2 separate regions of the Capsicum annuum genome follow, and region 2 is linked to region 1. Evidence: chromatin contacts called from public Hi-C data. All regions are on one chromosome and are shown on one strand. The core of a region is the stretch at or near the end of the contact, and the rest is flanking DNA. Distances in the headings are between cores, read along the strand shown. Region 1 holds the start of LOC107866790 (protein NLP5). Region 2 overlaps LOC107866788 (probable serine/threonine-protein kinase PIX13).

Region 1 (3,139 bases), core at 219-2,718:
TCCATTTAGATCTTTTTATATTCATAATTAATAGCAAGTGGACTCTCTTTTTTTGGTTAATTTTAAAATATTTGACATAATAAATACAACTACTAATAAGAACAACAATAATTGTAGTCAAAGAAAGCAAGGATTTGTAATTTATAATCAAAAGTAACATGAAAGAAGAAAACTAAAAGCATAATAATAAATAATGGTAATTAGTCAAAAATTCACCATTAAATGTGCAACTTAACTTTAAAAAAATGGAGAATTGATCAAATTCCAATAGAGACAAAAACACTACGTGATTTATTCTCATCTATTCAAATTAAACTTTGATGAATAAAGTTACCTAATACGTATTATTTATTGAGAGGTGATAAATATCCCATAAAATTAATCGAAATGCGTAAAAATTGATCCGAATATTATAAAAAAATTGGAAAATTGACAAGAAGAAGATGCGTTATCATTTCAATGGAGTTTCACATGCTTATACATTTTTCTATTTGTTTATGTCTGATATTTATCCATTGTTTTTTTCTTGATAAAATTTTAATTATATTCTTTTCTGACAATTCATGCCACTCCTCCTGATGACACACACTACACTAAAAGTACCAAATTAATTATATTTTAATTCTTAATCTAGATCATGTAAATAAATTCTTTATATATTGAGAATTCATACAAATTTTAACTTACATTTAGTGTAATAACATACACAAGATTTTTCTTATGAAATCTCGCCATTTGAAGTGAAAAAAATAAATAAATATAAATTACTATTTGAGTTGTCTGTCTTATTTTTTAGATTATTTATATATTATTCATGTAGATTAAAATCGATTATTTTTCTTATATTACCTATTATGAGTTGTTGCATATAGTTATCTTTTAAATAATATACATAATCTAATTCCAACTTGCAATTAATTTATTTATTCTTCCTAAGTGTGGTCCTAATGTGAACGTGTTGTGTTTATTAACACTACCTAAAACTACACAAAAATGTTATTTACCCATAATGTTTAAAACATTAAACTAATAACAATTCTTACTAATATCTCACGCGCTGTAATTATGACTTACATGCACGCTCCAATGACATTACCTTATTTTATGCCTGAAGTTTCTTACGTCACCGCTATTTGTGGAGCGTGAGACAAAGTTGTTATCATTTTTTTTTTTGTCACCCCCTATGCAAGTTGATCGTTATTTTAACATTTTGTTGAGGGACGTCACAAAGCATCTAAATATAGTAATGGGGTAAATAGGAAAGTGGCAAACACACAATTCTCTACTAACAAACACTCCACAAAGCCACCAAAAAAGAACAAATAACGTAATCAATCTATTTTTATAAAGTCGAGTCTAAAATTATTTTTTTTTGATAGACGTTAATTCAAGATAAAATAATCTAAAAAAATATACAATCAAGACTCGTATTATAATTAATCTATTCAAAATAATTAACATCATTAAAACTATATTACTAATATGAATACTCGCACTCCATCCTGCTAATATTATCCAAGAAAATAAAGGAAACTTTTTCCACATTTTGAATTTTATGGAGCTAATAAAGAGTCTAAAGATGGAATCATTTTGAGCTTTCTTGAGCTAATAAAGGGTATAAAAATCAAATCTTTTTACCTTAAATATGTGTTTTTACTTCCTTTTTTGAATTTTGGATTAGATGGAGTTGTTTCTTGATTCGTAGGTTGACTTTATAAATGGGAATCCCTAGAGGTTTTTGAGGGGGTGGGGTCCAGTACTTGGTAAGTGGAATCTTCTCTTGTAGGCAGACTTTGCTTTAAGGGAATCATATTCAAGAAAAGCTAATGACAGATAATAACTGAGAGAGAGAATTTAATTTGTGATTGTGGGTTGTGGAGGGGATTTCAAGAGGGAAAGATATAAGTTGAGACATTTAGTCCCTACATATTTGTTTGTTGTTTGATGTTGTTGTTTGCTTCTTAGACAGCCACAAGAAAATTTTCTCAGCAAAGTTTATATTTTTTACACCATAAAGAAACAGCAAAGTTTTGACCTTTGCAAATTGGAATATCCAAGAATCTTTTTGCATAGTGAGTTCCTCCTCTTTCTTCATTCCTCTTTTGTCTCTGTTTACAACTTGGATGAATCATCTTGTACACACTTATCTATGGCCACAAATACTTGTCTTTATGTCTCATACATATATATATATATATATAACCAGTTGTTTTTCTTGAATTAGTGATGAAGCATAGAGAGGTTCGTAGAATCTATGTGATATACAGTTTTCATTTCTTGCAACTTTCTTTGGTTTGAGGCACTGTTATATAGATCTATGTTTTGGTTGTAGCTGGTTATTTCTTCTAACCTTTATTGACTTTGGAATAAGATATGTATACCAAGATAACAAAACCCAACTTGGTGGAATATGTTGATTTCTTCATATATTTGATTCTTGGAGCTAAATAATATATGAAAGTTCCATCTTTTGTTGTTTTATTATTCTTTTGTTCCTCTTATCTTTATTGCTTTACTGCTGATTCTCAGTGAGAAGATAAATTTGGCAGATTTGGTTTTCCAAGATTGGAGCTTTTTAGACTAGCTTGTGTATAGGAGGACTGATTGCCATAAGTTTGGATCAAGAACAGTACTGGTCTTAGGGATTTGAAGACAGATTTGATGCTATGGATGAAAGTGTCATTCCTTCGAATTCGTTGTTGACTACCCCATCTGATTATCTCATGGATTTGGATTACATGGATGGGCTATTGTTAGAGGGATGTTGGTTGGAGACTGCTGATGGTAGTGAATTCTTGCAGCATAGTCCAGCCATGTTCAATGCGCCATTTGACTCGTCTTTTATGTGGCCTACAACGATAGATGCCAACAATGTAGAATTTAATGGAATCCCATCAAAGGATGCCCAACAAGAAAAGCAAAGGCCATCTTTCACTGAAAATATGTCGATAAACCATAGCCAAGAGCTAAGTTATGCTAAAGTTCAGCCTTTCGGTGAGAATATGAACAATGCCATGTGCACTTCAGGTCTATCCGAGAATCATTTAGTTGAAGCTCCTGAGCTGAACAAAAGGTGGTGGATTGGACCCAAAGCTTCATCTTCTGTAATGGATAGATTGATTTGGGCACTTGGGCACAT
Region 2 (3,139 bases), core at 297-2,796, 35 kb after region 1:
GAGGTTGAATTTCTACTTTCCAGTTTAAGAACAGTTAATTACCAGTACAAAATTCAACTTTATTCTTAAAGGAGTCACACACACTCAGACGCATGTTTATGTAATTAGTAGTAAACTTTATCTTTGGGATTTGTAAAATGATTAGTATTATAATATTTTAATTAATTAATTCTTTCCCTTTTTGTTAAGAAAAAAAATAAAATTCATCATGCTATAATCTTCATTATACTTCCGGCGACACTGATTAAAGTTGTACATTTGAATTTTTATAATACTATATAGTTAATTATGTTTAGCAGCTAGATTCAAATGACATTTTTAATATGTTATTTTCTTTTACTTTTAAATTATTAGGATTATAAGAATTTATTTTTATTTTCCCTTTAGACGTGCTATATAGGAAAGCATGTGGAAATAATTAGAGGGCCTTCGATTAATTTACTGATGAAAAGACCTTTGAGCTACCAGGCCCAAATATCATCAATTTTGCACTCTCTAATCATTTCTTACTGCTTTCTAAATCATTTATTATTATAAAACCCCTTTTTGAGTATTTTTCAAGCAAATCCATTTATCATTTTTTTCAAATCCATTCAAATTGGTATTTGTATTTAACAACGCTTTTCATAGTATAATTCACAGATATATACTTATTGTTATTGGCTACATAATGCCAAGTATGAAATTCGCTAAAAACATTTATTTTAAAAAAATATTAATATTATATGGAGTACTATTTACTAGCTTGTACCTATATGTCCATTAATCTAACTTGCCCTTTTTCAGAAGCAGAAAGTGACCCATGGCATAAAAGACAAGAAAGCATTAAAGGCAAATCAATAGTGACCTTAAGAATATGTTACATGATCATATATAAAAAAAAAAAAATTGAAGAAAAAATATACAGACAAAATGCAATACAATCATATCTATTCAAAAAAAAGAAAAAAATGAAAGTGATAAGTGGAATTCCTTTTTGTGTTGAAGTTGACTATCTTCATTCTGAATACAGACATTTGCCAGCTTTCTCATGATTACCTATGACCATTTCAAATTACCAACAGGTCATAGTGGGCCCCTTTACCGGTCCTGGGCCTTTGCTGGATCAAAGTTGGACTAGGCCCACAATGAACACAAGCCCACAAATCACACATATGATGGGCCACGAAACCACTTGAAATTGATTCGTATAACTAAAATTACATTTGTAACGAGCCACATACGTTTCAGTAGCTGCGGTTAATAGTAGCATGATGGACTTGTTTTCCAATGACATTGCCACTAGCCGTTTTCTTGACGTGGAGGGGCGATCGATGTCCGTCATGGTTGTAATTCCGATGATCCCGGGAGGTATTTCTATCTCTCGGTTTTACCTTGATCGCGTTACATTGTTCCAAACATGCCAAAATTTCATTCATTGAAGGTCTAATTTTTGGATCAGGTTCAAGACATTGTAATATGATTTCACCTATTTGAAATGCAGCCTTTGATGGGTATTGCCCTTCTAGTCTTGGGTCCATTAATTTTCTTAGCTTCTTTTTGTCTGGTAACATGGGCTTGGCCCAATCTACTAAATTATGCTCCCCATTGGGCCTGTTGAGATCCAGTACCCTCCGCCCCGAAAGTATTTCGAGTAATACAACCCCGAACCCGTATACGTCACTCCTTACGTATAAATGACCTGCCAAAATAAAAGTGAAATTTTTCATCGGTTGTCCTTTTTTGAAATAGTTATTTAATTTGAAGACCTTCCAGATCTATGTCTAAAGATTCATTCTGAGAAAGTTACGAGAGAACGTTATGGATCACGATAAAATTTCGTAAGTTAATGCAAACATTAGATATAATATAGTATTTGTTTGTTAGGCAAGCAATATATGAGCAAACACTAAGCCCGAACCTAATATATAGACGTAACTATATTTTCCACAAGTTTTATATATTGATAGAGACAAAGGCTTTAAAAAGAAATATTTGCATAAATCAGCCTAACGTATTGGAATCAAGACTTTGTCAATGAAGAAACAAAAAAGTACTATTTGATTAAATATTATTGAAGAAATAAAATAAGGAATATAAAAACAAAAGCAAGTGGTTGAAAAAAAAATTCTAACAGCTTTGCCGGCTAATATTAATTAATTAATCATATAGGAGTTCACATTTCACGAAGGTTGATGTTTTCACAAAGGACCAACTCAAATATGCAATTGTGTGAACATAGAAAAAGTTAGGGAGAAGGATATTAGCTAACGTTGTTTGGATTCTTTAAAAATATCTGACTAATATGTATTGAAGATTTTAAAAATAATATATTTTTGAAGGATCCAACAGGTGGCGGCTATACCTTTAATTTAATAAGTCTGAACAATATAGTTGATTAACATCTTACATTCTCAACTAAAGTTTCGTGTTCGAATTCTAAATATGAATTGGGGAGCACTGTACTTAAAAATAAGGGCAGCTTGGTGCACTAAAGCTCCCGTTATGCGAAGAGTCCGAGGAAGAGCCCCATCACAAGGATGTATTGTACGCAGTCTTACCTTGCATTTCTGCCAGAGGCTGTTTCAAAGGCTTGAACTTGTGACCTCCTGGTCACATGACAACAACTTTACCGGTTACTCCAAGGCTCCCCAGAACTCTCCTTCGGGAGCACTATATCTCCCAATATAAATCTCTATCTAATCAGATTTCAATACGTATATCAATACGGAAGGAGTAGTATAAATACCAGTAGCCATGTATTCAGGGGCAGCATAGCCATAAGTACCAACAACTCTAGTGGTCACATGTGAGTCACCATTTACTGGACCCATCTTAGCTAGTCCAAAATCTGAAAGCTTTGCATTATAGTCCTGTCACAATAATTGAAAGCAACACTCATCAGAAAAATATATTCGAGGATAAGATAAGGTCTACATATATCCAATAGTGAACATATTATTACCGAGTCCAGTAAAATATTGGAAGCTTTGAAATCGCGATAAATAACTTGTTTCTCTGAGGTGTCTGTGTGTAAAAAAGCAAGCCCTCTTGCTGCTCCTATTGCTATTTTCAGTCTTGTATCCCATGACAATGCTTCCGCGCCTTCTTCTTATATATATAATATATTCAAACGTATATTATAATGTCAGTATATATA

Evidence for each region. A called contact is a pair of places that touch in the nucleus more often than the background predicts.
Region 2: a Hi-C map of placenta shows a contact between it and region 1, with 2.8 times the contacts expected there. The contact joins the enhancer-like site here to the promoter of LOC107866790 in region 1. A contact is called at or near these places in 2 of 5 Hi-C or Micro-C datasets (bud and placenta).

Annotation. Positions count from the first base shown.
Region 1 is chr4:230,702,024-230,705,162 of UCD10Xv1.1, forward strand. It overlaps LOC107866790 (protein NLP5), which reads left to right and starts at 1,469. Exons shown (of 7, transcript XM_047411401.1): 1 at 1,469-1,615; 2 at 1,706-1,763; 3 at 1,966-2,072; 4 at 2,550-3,139. The coding sequence starts at 2,667.
Region 2 is chr4:230,737,370-230,740,508 of UCD10Xv1.1, forward strand. LOC107866788 (probable serine/threonine-protein kinase PIX13) reads right to left here. Exons shown (of 6, transcript XM_016712769.2): 4 at 2,945-3,087; 5 at 2,729-2,852; 6 at 809-1,681. The coding sequence ends at 1,227. Among protein-coding and RNA genes, the nearest start is that of LOC107866788, 4.8 kb to the right of the region's middle. Within about 2 kb of position 1,547, at least 3 of the 5 cell types and tissues checked have an H3K27ac peak or open chromatin away from gene starts, as enhancers often do.